4 separate regions of the Hordeum vulgare genome follow, and all the other regions are linked to region 1. A link is a contact called in public Hi-C data. All regions are on one chromosome and are shown on one strand. The core of a region is the stretch at or near the end of the contact, and the rest is flanking DNA. Distances in the headings are between cores, read along the strand shown.

Region 1 (3,046 bases), core at 86-2,585:
CGACAAGATGCCGTTCGAGGAGGCGCTCGACCGGCTGAAGGCGTTCGAGGAGCGGACGAGGCGGCGCACTCAAGACAACGGTGGACGTGGCGGCGACCAGCTCCTACTCATGGCGGCTCAATGGGCGGCAAGGCAACGTCAGCACGGCGGCGGCTTAGACCACGATGATGACGGCGTGGGCAGCACGACGTCGGGCGGCCTAGGAAAGCGGCGAGGAAGCCGCGGGCGCTGCTACAACTGCGGCCAGCGTGGACACTTCCGACGGGAGTGCCCGAAGCCGCGTCAGGCGGAGGCGGCGGAGCACACGCTTGTCGCGGCGGTCGACGACGACGTCGGGCCGGCGCTCCTCTAGGTCACGACTTAGGTCACGGCTTAGGGGGTGATTGTTGGAAATAAGTCATGACAGAGCACGGTGCGACCGGCATCGATACGCCAGGTCGGGTCCGTGGCGGTGCGACCGACGTCGGTGTGTTGGGTCGGATCCGTAGGCTGGGTCACGGCAACACGGCGTACGTGTATGTGCATGTATGTGTGGCGTGTGTGTGCTTGTGGAATCGTGGAGCTGGCCAGGTCGTGCTCGTGGTGGTAGGAGTAGGCCGTTAGCAGCGGGCATGGAGCTAGCCAGGTCATGCTCGTTGTGCGCGTCGCGGGCACTGCTGGACGGATCGCCGCATGCAGATCATGCACGAGAAGCATGGCTGTTACGTCTTTGTAGTCGAAACGCCTGTACGTGCGGTCGGGGCGTTCGTCGCCGAGCTGAGAGTGAGAGAACTGCTGCAACAACCACCCTCCCGTCCCGGTCTGATGTCACACCGCTGTGTGCCCCCTCCTCCTCCGACGAGCTTCCCCGGAGCCGTTGTGCCCCCGGTGCTCGCTCTCCCCGCCGCGGTCGCTCACCTGAGCCGCCTTGTGCCCCCCCGGCCCTGTCTGGCTATGCCCCCGCCCGACGTGCCGCCGTTCCACGTCGCTTGCGTCGCCCCAGGCCTCGCCTGCCGCTACCCTCCAGCCTACGGCTGCCGTGCCCCGCTTGTTGCTCCTGCTGCTCCTGCGCACCGCCGCGTGCTGCCTCTCGCGTCGCCCCCTACCGCGTTACCCTGCTCCTCCCGCCGATGCATGTTGATGCGCCGCCGCCCCTGTTGCTAGTACTACTGTCGCTGCCGCCTGCACCGCCTCCACCCGTTGTGGCACGTGCCACTGTCGTTGCGCACTCACGCGCCTCCTCTTGGCCGCTGTCGTGCTCGCCCCTCGAGCCATGGCTGCCGGTTCCCCTACGTGCCGTGCGTGCCCAACCAGCCACTAGTGTGGCACAACTTGTACCACTGCCGCTAGGGTGAGCCCTTGATTAGATTAGGTGCTAACCCCCATTAGGCTGAGCCCCCATGCTAACTAGTCTATTACATGTGGGGCCCTAGTGCTAACTAAACATTTAATTAAAATCGGTGACAATGACATGTGGGTCCCCCACACTATTGACCAGTCAAACTATGACTTGTTAAACATTCGACAAACCCCTCGTGGACCCACATGTAAGCCTGTGTGCAAGATACACACTTGGGTAAACATAGCATTTTCTGATTTAATTCGAATTAATATATAAATCCAGAATATTGTTAAAACTTTAGAAACCCATATAAAATAATCCATAACTCCGATAAAATTAATTTATACATGATACGCTATTCGTTCATCTGTCACGTGCTCCTAGCATTATGAACATGCACATTTGGCATTAGGATCATCTGTCAAGTAGAAGCTTGAGACCCGGAAAATATCGCCAAATATTATGCCGCTCCATTTGTAACGTGTAGTACCGTGTTAGCTCATCCCTAGCACTGCGTATTGCTATGCCATGCATCATGTTACGTATGCCTGCTTTTATTTATTATTTCTTCCCCTGTTCTCTCCGGTAGACGCCGAAGCTGACGCAGCTCCCGGGTACGACTACGCCACTGATGATCAGCCTTTTTCAGCAGAGCAACAAGGCAACCAACCCCATCGATAGTTCCTATATCGCCCATTCTTTCTCCCCCATGCTTGCATTAGATTTTGCTACTGTTGTAGATAGCACCTATTGTGATGCATAACATGTTTTTGATAAACTGTTGTTATACTCTATTGTACTTTAAATGCTTAGTATAGTGGAGCAGTGATCCCCATTGACACCCCCCTTAAACCCACTTGCCCCCGCTTTATCATCAACTCTCGATCAACTGATCGATGAGCCAAGACCCGTCACATCACTTCACACACACCCTTGTTGTACGACGCTGCAGAGCTACTATCGAGTACCGAGGGTGACACTTCGATACGTACTCGTGATGTTAGCTCTGTAGTGTAGTTAACTGGCGGTGGTTCACGGAGGGTGATTCCTCCTACACCACTTTCGATAACGGCTCTATCGTACACTCATCAAGCGTCGACCATCGAAGGTGATTCCGCCTAGTCTCCTTGATGGATACATCGTTCGGAATCCATCGAGGGTGATACCTCGGATCCCTCTGATGTTGCGACCACACAGCTACTTGACCTTACTACTGGGTGCATGATGAGGTGTGTTGCAGCTGGATTCTCGCATGGATGTGATGAGGCGTGGTCGGGCATTCTTAGCCCTTGCCACACATCCTCGAGACGGAGCGACGAGACCACATATCATGGATTGTTGATCGTCGCTACAATGTTAAATAAAATGCTAATGGGATTTGGGTATTTGATCTAAGTTGGTTGTAGACCTTTTCGCACTAACCTTCATGTGGGAGAATTTATAGGTGCTCGATGTCGTAGTATCAGCCGAAGCTCTTTAGACATTAGCAATGGAGCGGCGCGTGCCCGAGTGTTCCGCGTAAGCATTGTTCTTAGGATTTAGGATTTAGTAGCCCGCCGGACTAACCTCAGCCGCCCATGCATCATGCAGGGGTGCAAAGGGTGATGGGGCCATGACCCCTGCGCGCTTAGGATTGAGACCGGCGGGCTAGCCTCTTTGTTGATCCTAGGTAGGGCTGCGACGTGTTGATGTTTGGAGGCCGGGCATGACCGAGGAAACTGTGTC
Region 2 (3,022 bases), core at 166-2,665, 690 kb before region 1:
TAACCCTTGTACGTTCGTAGACGCTTTTGGTCAGTTCAAGGGATAACCCTTCGTACGTTCGTAGACGCTTTTGGTCAGTTCAAGGGATAATGAGGAAGGAAATAGAAAATGTGGACACGTCCACAGACGTTTAGGGAGTCATGTTTGCTATGTTTATAGATGCTCTAAGAATGGTTGAACCAAGAGCAACTAGGGACACATTTAGTAGGTTGCATATAGCTGGGTCTGGCGGACCGTTTGGTTGTGTACAAGGAGCTGTGATTCGCATCGGCACGAAACTTAAAGTATCCCATAGTCTGATTCGTTGCTAACGTTTTGAATCGTTTGTTTCCAGCGAGCCAGGTTAAGTCGGGTGCAAAAGCAAGACGCCACGTAGGGTGCAGTACAGGGGGTTCGGTCGAAGATGGCGGGAGGAGAGAAATTGGTGGAGGCGGTATGGCGCGAATATACCCTCATCATCCCATTTACTCGCTCATCCCTAATCAGACCCTGGCGGGAAAATGAACCGTTTGGTTGCGTGCAATGAGGCCTGATTTACATCGGGACGAAATTTAAAAACACCCCACAGGCCGCTCGAACCGGTCGTTTCCAAAATCATGCGCTCAAATCTCGAACCGTTTTTACTGTTGGATTTCTCGTGTTAAGATCTTCAAAACTAGATGCCATGTTGAAAGGTTTTGACGAAAAGAAAAATCAGAAAAAGGGGACAAAAAATCGTGCCTCTTGCGATAAAAAACAAAAAATGCATTTTTTCGCCTTTTCCCCTTTCCGGGAGACATGGTCGTGCGTCTATCAGGGCAAAAATGTGCTTCTCGCGAAAGCAAAATCATGTCTCTCGCGAAAAAAACACGTATTTTTTCTCTTTCCGAGAGGCACGGTCATGCCTCTCACGAAGGCAAAATCATGCCTCTCGCGGAAGCAAAACAGTGCCTCTTACAAAAAAACGGAAAACGCATTTTTTCCTTTTCGAGAGGCACGAGCGTGCCTCTCGCGAAGGCAAAATCGTGCCTATCATGAAAGACAAAACCATGTCTTTCGCAAAAAAACCATGAAACGTGTTTTTCCACGCAAAAAAAATGATTTTTATCCGTCAAGAAGCTAAGAAAAACCGATGAAAAAACGAAACACAAAAAAAAGTAAAAAACCATTTTAAAAAACCAAAAATGCATCCAGATTTTATATAAAACAAAAAAATTCGAAAGAAAAGCTGAAAGCGCGACATATGACGACGGCTGAGAATGGGTTAAATGATGATGCAATGGGAGTGCTTGCTGGCAGACTTCCGAAAAACACTCACTACCTAGTTGCTCTCTCGAAGCATGGGTAATAAAATATTCATAACAATCTTTGACGGACCACGGTCTAGTTCGGCCCGAGAAAGCTGCGCCCATGCTGGTGCCCCTACCGCCGAGCCACTGCAACACGGGACCTCCTATACACCGCGTTCTGCGACACATTCCCGATCAAACAAACATGAGGACTCCTCCCTGGACCGGCCCAATATATTATGCCTATAGCCCAGTATCGAAAATACAGGAAAAAAAACAAACGCTTGATCGGAATTAAACCCAGAACATCCAGCATTCATTCACCGACTCAGTTTTCGTGACACACAAATAGTACTAGCATTTAAGAAACCATCAACCAGAACGACATGTTGTACGAAATCAAACGGATACTGTCGCGGCCGGTCCACACACTGTAGTGAACCAATCATTGGTACTGTAGCTATGATTTTTTTAGAAGATTTTTCAAAAACAAGACTAGTATTAAGTATGAAACGTTTGTTGGAAAACACAAACATGTTTGAAATACGAATTGATTTCAAATATTCAAAGTTTTTCTAAAACGTCACCACTTTCAAAAATGTGAATCTTTTAAACTCCCAAAAATAATTTTAAAACAGAACCAACTTTTGTAAACACGAATTTTTTTTTAAACTCCCAAACAAAAGAAAAAAAACGCAAACAATTTTGTAAACGTGAACATTTTTGGAAAATTACAAACAAAATTCAAAAACCTTATTGGGATTTTCAAAATACGAATAGTTTTTCGAAAATACGAACATTTTTCTCAAATTACGAACAATACGTTGAAAAACGTAACATTTTTTGAAATATACGAACATTTTTGGAAAACAAGCAAACATCTTCTGAAGAAATTTGAAATATATGAACAAAATTGTAAAAGTATAAACATTTTTCGAATTGTGAAGAAATTTTGAAATTGTGAACTTTTTCGAATTGTGAACAAATATTGAAACAGGAACAAAATTCAAATTCGCGAACAAAATTATAAAATGATGAATATTTTTAGAATTGTGAACAAATTTTGAAACCAAGAATAGTTTTCAAATTGTGAACAAATATTGAAACATGAACAATTTCAAATTCGCAAACAAAATTATAAAATTAAGAACTTCTTTCCAATTATGAAAAAAAATTGGAACCACAAACAGTTTTTGAATTGTGAACAAATTTTGAAATATGAAAAAGTTATAAAATTATGAATTTTTAAATTTGTGAGTAAATTTGAAAACCATAAAAAAATTCGAATTTTGAACGTATTTGCAACATGAACAAATTTAAAATTCGTGAATAAAATTATAAAATTATGGACATTTTTTGAATTATGAACAAATAATTTCTTAATTGTGAATACATTTTAAAACCATGAATATTTTGCGAATTGTGAAGAAATTTGAAATTTTAAAACGCGAACAAATTTTGAAACTGTGAAAATTTATTATGAAGTAAACTTGCAAAAAATAAAATATATAAAAAAGTGAAAAATACAAAACAGGGGAGTAAAGAAAAAAAGAAAGAAGAAAAATAAACAGAAAAAAAATACCGGTTCAAAGGACCTTTAAAAGAAAAAAAATGTCTATTGTTTAAATCGAACCCAGAATCTTGATCAAACCAGGTTGCAGACCGCGTCCAGCTAGCCACACCAAGCTACTATTGAATATTGAGGCACGAAACTCCATAACAACCTATTTGTTCTGACAAAATAAGAAGAGTGC
Region 3 (3,443 bases), core at 484-2,983, 520 kb before region 1:
ATAATCCCGTATACTATTCCCTTTGTCCTTCGGTATGTTACTTGCGTGAGATTCGATCGTCGGTATCTCTTTACCTAGTTCAATCGTGTTACCGGCAAGTCTCTTTACTCGTTCCATAATACAAGATCCGGTAACTAACTCATTAGTCACGTTGCTTGCAAGGCTTATTGTGATGTTGTATTATCGAGTGGGCCCCGAGATACCTCTCTGTCACACGGAGTGACAAATCCTAGTCTTGATCCATGCCAACCCAACAAACACCTTTGGAGATACCTGTGGAGCACCTTTATAGTCACTCAGTTACGTTGCGACGTTTGATAACACACAAGGTATTCCTCCGGTGTCCGGAAGTTGCATGATCTCATGGTCATAGGAACAAATACATTGATATGCAGAAAATAGTAGCAATAAACTGACACGGTCATATACTACGTTTATAGTTTGGGTCTTGTCCACCACATCATTCTTCCAATGATGTGATGCCGTTATCAAGTGACAACACTTGTCTATGGCCACGAAACCTTGACCATCTTTGATCAACGAACTACTCAACTAGAGGCTCACTAGGGACAGTGTGTTCTCTATGTATCCGCACATGTATTTGAGTTCCCAATCAATACAATTCTAGCATGGATAATAAATGATTATTATGAACAAGAAAATATAATAATAACTAATTTATTATTACCGCTAGGGCATATTTTTAACAATAATATCTTAAGATTAACGAAGTCGTCACATACACATTCATAATCAACAAGAATGTTTTTCTTTCATTAAACACACATCGTCAAAAGAAATAAATAAATTGAAAAAAATGTGAGCACCAATGTCATATCAAAGACTTGAACACTTACAACATGAGATACCATTGTCTTTCTAACTATCCAATCATAAATTATTTTATGATGTGCATGTAATTTAGAAGCTGTGAATATGCTTAAAGGTAAAAAGAATTTAGGGCATCTTCAAAGGAGATCTGCAAAGGTTCAATAGTTGTTGTCCGCATCACTTTTACCAAATTTGTCATCAATTAGGATCTTTATCTATCCGTGAAGTGGTTTGGACGTTTTTTTTACAAGATTTTTTTTGATCAATTCATCAACTAAGAATGCAGTACATAGAATACTAGAAATAAAGTTTATATCTATGTCGATAGACCATCTAGCGACGACTATAGTTACTAAAGCAAACCGAAAGCGTGTTGCTGTCGTCGACCCTTCATCATTAGTTTTAGAAAAAAAACTTTGTTATAATAGACAGTTCAGAATGAAATCAAACTGGAGAGCTATACGGGTCCCAAATAACATTGGATATGGGTTTCTTTTATATGGCGTTCGTGAATCACGTCCAGACATAAAAAACGAATATTTAACGTGTGAGCTTCGAGTCATTTCATTGTCGACCTGTAATGCAAAATAGAAATCGGCGTCTCATTGTGAGCGCGGTTAGTAAAGCGATTCAGTTTTTGTTTTCGGATTCTGCTGAACTAGTATTCACCGAGCGTTGGAGTCGAGCCGTGGATGCTTCTCTTCTAACCCATAAGTCAGTACGTGGCACCGCCGAACAGACGGGTCGCCATCCTGGGATGAGGATCAGGACGCGCTTGCCCGTCTGGCGAGACCGACCGGCCACGCGAACCCCGCGGGGTTTGGCCTCACCTCACCTGGTCGACTAGCGGCCGCGCGTGCATACGCAGCTAGCGGCGCCGCTAAAAGGGCGCCGGCACGCGGACATGTACTCGCTGTCCCAGCCGCGTTCCCGCGAGCGCTGCCCACTGAGAAGGGGTGACTGTGCATGTATGTCTATAGAATAGAATATCGTCTTTGTCGTACTAGTAGTACTAGATCATCATCTTCATCTTGTTGATACGTCACGTAGCCGCTTAGGACCAAATGATGTGCTTTCTTCGACTGCTGGACAATCATTATCCTGAGTGTGTTCCATATCAAAATCAAGGAGTGCAGCGGCAGTGCAGACAATACGCTGTGCGTTTACACTGCCGATGCACGTGCTCCGACCACAAAAGGAAACTGCTGTCCTAAGAGGATCTCCAACACCAAGGCAACAGCCGTTTTTACGCGTGATCAGTCACTTGCTTCACCAAAGGCTGCCACACGCCAGCGTGCCGCTTTAGCAGGTAGTGTAAAATCAAGCACGTGTCCAACAAAAACAACCGATTTCCATGGCCGCGCCATGCTGGCCACGGTGTGGGGGAGGTGGTCTGTGGTGTCGTCTGAGGTCTTGGTTCGAGCTGTGCCCGCGCAGTGTGGGGTGGACAGAAGCCAGGTCCGCGTGGAGGTGACGCATCCGACGGACTTCTTCATCATCTTCGCGTCCACGGAGATCTGCGATCGTGTTTTTGCCCGCTTGGGCCGGTTCCGCTGTGGTGGCGAGCCGTGAGGTTCCATGGCATATGAGCGCGCTGGCCTCGAGTGTGACGCGGTCGGGCAGCTTCTAAACAATCTTGGGAGGCAACTGGTGGAAATCCTCCTATCAGATGACCGCTGGCAGCTCGATGTGACCGCGTGGCTGCGTAATCCCTCCGGCGTCTTCAAGCTGTACGATCTGAAGGTGCGAGAGCCGACATGGAGGCCAAACTCCGTGGACGAAGACCTTCCTTTCACGCCAGATGCCCCGACGCCTCCGACTGACCGGCGCACCCTCATCCATCACCTCACCATCCGTGTGCTGGATGTGGTGGATAAGAAGGTGCCTTTCATGAAGCTCCGCCTGGACTTCGAGCCCGACGACGATGAAGACCTGACTCGACGCCACGACTACTCTAGGAGCTGGTACCGGGGCGAATCGATGACACTGGACGCGGCAGCTGACCGTGCTCTGGTGGTCAACATTTCGGTAGACCGGACGGCCCCGGGATCGCCGGTGAGTGGGGAGGTGGGCAGAGGTTGAACGGCCTCTTCCTCCTGCTAGTGGGATTGCGTCTCCGTTCCTCCAGGGACCGGGCTCGGCGGCCAGGTCGGGCGCCACGGGCACGACCTCCGGCGCGGTGGTCTCTCGTGCGCTGACTCCGGCGTGCCCTCGTGGGCCGGCTTTGGCCTCGGTGAAGAGGTCGGGCGCCACGGTCGGGGCCTCCGCCACAATGATCACTCCTGCGCTGGCATGGTCGGTGTCGGAGACGGTCGTGGGCTCTGTGCCGGTGGCTCGACCCCTGCTGGGGGCTTGACCTTGCTATTGGTGCGGCCCACGCCTAGGCGGTTGTTCATGAGCCCGGGGCGCTCATCGGGTGAACCGCTGGTTCTAGGAACACCATCGCTTCCCCTTGGGTCGCGGTGGGTGTCGTGCTTCCCTTGTTCCATCCAGACGGGAGAGGACCCCCGGGTCGCCGTCTGCTAGGCGGTACCCCGAGGCACCCCTCGGCTTCGAGAGAGGATCGACCGCGGCCGTGAGCCCAACGTGATCTCCTCCTCGCACTCCGATCG
Region 4 (3,427 bases), core at 185-2,684, 960 kb before region 1:
TCATTTCCTTACCAGTAGAAGAACGGCTGGCCAGCCTGGGTCTGGGACCAGGCATCATAGTAGAAATGCAGGTTGTGCCCGTACCTATGCCTTGGATCAATCTACAAGATGGCAGATGGATTTCAAAATTTTGCAAGCCGAAGTCCAAGTCAACCGTGAAAGCTGTAGAGCTTTTATCATGGATGTTCGCAGCTAACGGAAAGTCCAAGTCAACTGATACTGCGAAGCTGATTCTTTTCACACTCATTTGGAGAGCGGAGAAAGGCAACGAATACAACACTAGTACTACTAAAATTAGATTAAAATCAGTAGTTGATGTGTAGGATTTCTGTACTCACAGCCTCGATCCAGTGCTGGAAAGCCAGCTTAAGAGCCTTAGCATCCTTGGATAAACCCTGACCCACCTGCATCAAGCTCATGAACATGTGTTGGAGTTAAAATCGAGGAGAATTCCAGTCAAAAGAATCATTCTCTTGTGAGGGGAAAGGCCATGGTGAGCTGCCTTGCGCTGGCGATTGATGCGGGGAAAGGGAAAGCGGCAAGACCTTGGATGCATTGAGGCTGACGCGGTTCCAGCGCGAGGCGGCGGTCTCCGGCTCCGGGCCATCGTAGAAGGAGACGGTGCTGTGGTTTAGCCGCGCGAAGTCCAGCGCTTGCCACCTTCATTCAATCCAAACAAAAAAAAAAAAACAGTTTGATTTTCAGCACCCGTAACCATCATCAAGACAAATCAATGATGCAGAGGCCGGAGGCCTCCTTTCCAAAAAAAAATAAAAAAAAATCAGGACGAAGCAAATCAGGCATTGCCGACACCAAAATCAGCGTCTCACGGGAGGGCAACAACTAACAAGCAAGAAAAGGGCAGCAATAAGCGCAGAATCCCAAGAAAGACGGGTTTGGACGATTTTCTTTGCCAAAATTGTCAGACGACCAAATGGGAGAAAGGAAACAGGCACGGTGGTGATGTTATCTTTTTTTTTTTGTGTGTGTGTAGGAAGGATCTGTTTACCAGAGCTCCTCGACGACGACGGCGGAGTCGGCAAGCTTGCGCCTGGTCCGGTAGCTCCGGTAGACCTTCTGCACCTTGGTCGCCGCGCCATTCGCGCTGCCTCCAGCCGCCGGCGACGGCGAGGAGGCCTCCGTGTGATTCGGCTCCCGCGCGGCAGAGCCCACGCGGTCCAGCCCGGCCGCCGGAGTAGGCATCGCAGTCTCCACCTCCATCTATCAAGGTAATGGTGGACTAATGGTTGTAGTCTTATCAAGCAGGAGGAAGGGGGAGGAGGAGGAGGCGGCAGCAGCAGCAGGAATTTAAGGTGTAACACGAGAGGTTGTTGGAGAATAATTTAATTTAATGCGCTCATTGAGTTACTAGTGTAGGAGTAGTATTCTCTCCTGCTGGCGGGAACTACGGGCAGCGTACAGAAAGATTTCCCGGCAACAACAGAAAGAAAAAGAGAGGGCAGAAATGTTATGTTATTCAGCCTGCCGAGTAGGCGTGGCATGCGAGTGTGTGTATGCCAAGGTCCACGGTGACGTGGATTGCCGGTCATGACGGGCTGCATGCCGACGCGGTCGCCGATAGTGTGTGGTATCGACCGCCGGGTCGGGTCGTGTCCACCGTGCGTTTCCTATAGGAGCCGCACATAGATACTCCGGTGTATTTCCAGAATTCCTGTCCATACAACTCACACGTCTCCTCAGGTGCACGCTGCATGCAAATGTATGTGATTCTAGAGCAGCACATACGTCTATTTCCAAACGCATTTATGGTCCGCTACTACTGGTAGCTTTCCTGAATAGGAATTCACTCCAAAGGACAGCGATTTCGTTTCTTTTTTGTCTGTTTGAATCGGTTAGGCGGACACGAACGTTTGCTTTCGCAAATGGATCGGCTCGTGCGCACAACGCTGACCGGACCTCTTTTTTGTCTAAAAAAAAGACATAATACATAATTAAACATTAGAAACCGGTCACGAAGGCCGGCGATAGTTCACGCGTCGCGTTCACATTACATTAAATAAAAATAAAATAAAAAACTAAAACTGCGTCCATGTAGCCCTAGGCGTCATCGTCGTCGTCGTCGGGGCCGGTGAGGTCGACCAACGTTGGTGCAGGGGCGGCCCATGGGAACGTCGAGTTCCAGAGCGTAGCTGCCTGCGCCTCCGTTGTCTGCCCCGCCGGCGCGGGATGTGGTGGTGGCGGTGGCAGCGCAGCAGCACGAGCACACTCCTCCTCCTCCGCCTCCCGTCGTTCCTCCTCCTCCTCCTTCTCCAGCTCCATGAGCCGCAGGCCTTCGACGCGCTCCGCCTGCAGGTGCACCGACCTCCAATGCTCGAGGCAGGCCTGCTCCTGCAGCAGGGACGCGCCCCAGCCAGATGGGCGGCGCGCTGACGAACTCCTGGACGACACCGGTCCACTGGTAGACCTCCCGCGGCAGCACGGGCTCGGGCTCCGGTGGAGGTGGCACGACGCAGTCGCAGGCAGCCGACAGTGCCATGGCCTCCGCGACCTGTTGCTGGTACGCCGTCTCCTCTTCGACCATGCGTCAGGCTTCTTCCTCGCTGTCGCGGAGGACACCAGCGAGCGCCGCCTGGTAGGCGGCCTCAGCCTCTTGGTCCTCGTCGTCGACGATAGGCGGGGGCGGCGGAGGGCCTCCTGGTTGCACTTGGCGCACACCACGGCGGCGTTGCTTCTCGTGCTCCACCGCGAACCACACCTCCCAGTTAGGGGAGTCGGCCGCGTATGTGGGGTCTCGTCGCTGCTCTGCCGTCAGCAGACACCGTCGCTTGGTCACCTCCTCCGCATGCAGCCGCGTCGACCGCGACACGCCCGGCACCGGAATCCTCTCCGGATCCAGATGCTAGCCGTGCGGCAGCGTGACGTCGGGGGTAAGGAAGTGCACGTGTTGCTCCTAGTGCCACCGCACTTGGTGCACCGGGACGCTCACGCGCTGGCGAGGCCGGTGGGAAGACGACGGCGGGGAGGTGGCGCGGGGGAAGAGCGGGGCCTTGCCCTTGTTTGGGAAGCCGTCGGCCATGGTGGGCTAGGGTTTCGGTCCCTTGGTCGCCGAGGAGGTGGCGAGATGGGGACGGGGGTGGGTTTTGGCAGCAGATGGCGGAACCCACCGAACGCTCGGATTAAAAAAGGCCAGCCGCGGTCGCCGACGCGTGGGCCCGAGGATGGCGACCGTCATAAATTATGTTGACCGCGGTGGTTGGGGGCGGACACCGAGGGGGCATGCGCGCGTCCGCGCCGACGCATTTCAGTCCCAAATTTGGGCGAGAAATGGATCGGCGCGGACGCGAAGCGAACGCGTTTTGGCAATGGATCGGCGCGTTGGGCCATCATTTTTGTCCGCGCCGACCCAAACGGACGGCGACGGACGAAATGGGTCGCCCCATTGGAGTTGCTCTTATTACTCTTTAAG

Evidence for each region. A called contact is a pair of places that touch in the nucleus more often than the background predicts.
Region 2: a Hi-C map of leaf shows a contact between it and region 1, with 4 times the contacts expected there. The contact joins two enhancer-like sites. A contact is called at or near these places in 3 of 6 Hi-C or Micro-C datasets (leaf and seedling).
Region 3: a Hi-C map of leaf shows a contact between it and region 1, with 5 times the contacts expected there. The contact joins two enhancer-like sites. A contact is called at or near these places in 2 of 6 Hi-C or Micro-C datasets (leaf and seedling).
Region 4: a Hi-C map of leaf shows a contact between it and region 1, with 3 times the contacts expected there. The contact joins the promoter of LOC123395893 here to the enhancer-like site in region 1. A contact is called at or near these places in 2 of 6 Hi-C or Micro-C datasets (leaf and seedling).

The regions. Positions count from the first base shown.
Region 1 is chr5H:286,788,171-286,791,216 of MorexV3_pseudomolecules_assembly, forward strand. No RefSeq gene overlaps it. Among protein-coding and RNA genes, the nearest start is that of LOC123452368, 110 kb to the right of the region's middle. Within about 2 kb of position 1,336, at least 2 of the 3 cell types and tissues checked have open chromatin away from gene starts, as enhancers often do. A contact at or near this core is called in leaf, where this site is marked.
Region 2 is chr5H:286,093,781-286,096,802 of MorexV3_pseudomolecules_assembly, forward strand. No RefSeq gene overlaps it. Among protein-coding and RNA genes, the nearest start is that of LOC123395893, 270 kb to the left of the region's middle. Within about 2 kb of position 1,416, at least 3 of the 3 cell types and tissues checked have open chromatin away from gene starts, as enhancers often do. A contact at or near this core is called in leaf, where this site is marked.
Region 3 is chr5H:286,264,113-286,267,555 of MorexV3_pseudomolecules_assembly, forward strand. No RefSeq gene overlaps it. Among protein-coding and RNA genes, the nearest start is that of LOC123395658, 220 kb to the right of the region's middle. Within about 2 kb of position 1,734, at least 3 of the 3 cell types and tissues checked have open chromatin away from gene starts, as enhancers often do. A contact at or near this core is called in leaf, where this site is marked.
Region 4 is chr5H:285,827,721-285,831,147 of MorexV3_pseudomolecules_assembly, forward strand. It overlaps LOC123395893 (IQ domain-containing protein IQM3-like), which reads right to left and starts at 1,435. Exons shown (of 9, transcript XM_045090921.1): 1 at 1,010-1,435; 2 at 546-660; 3 at 339-404; 4 at 13-101. The coding sequence starts at 1,221.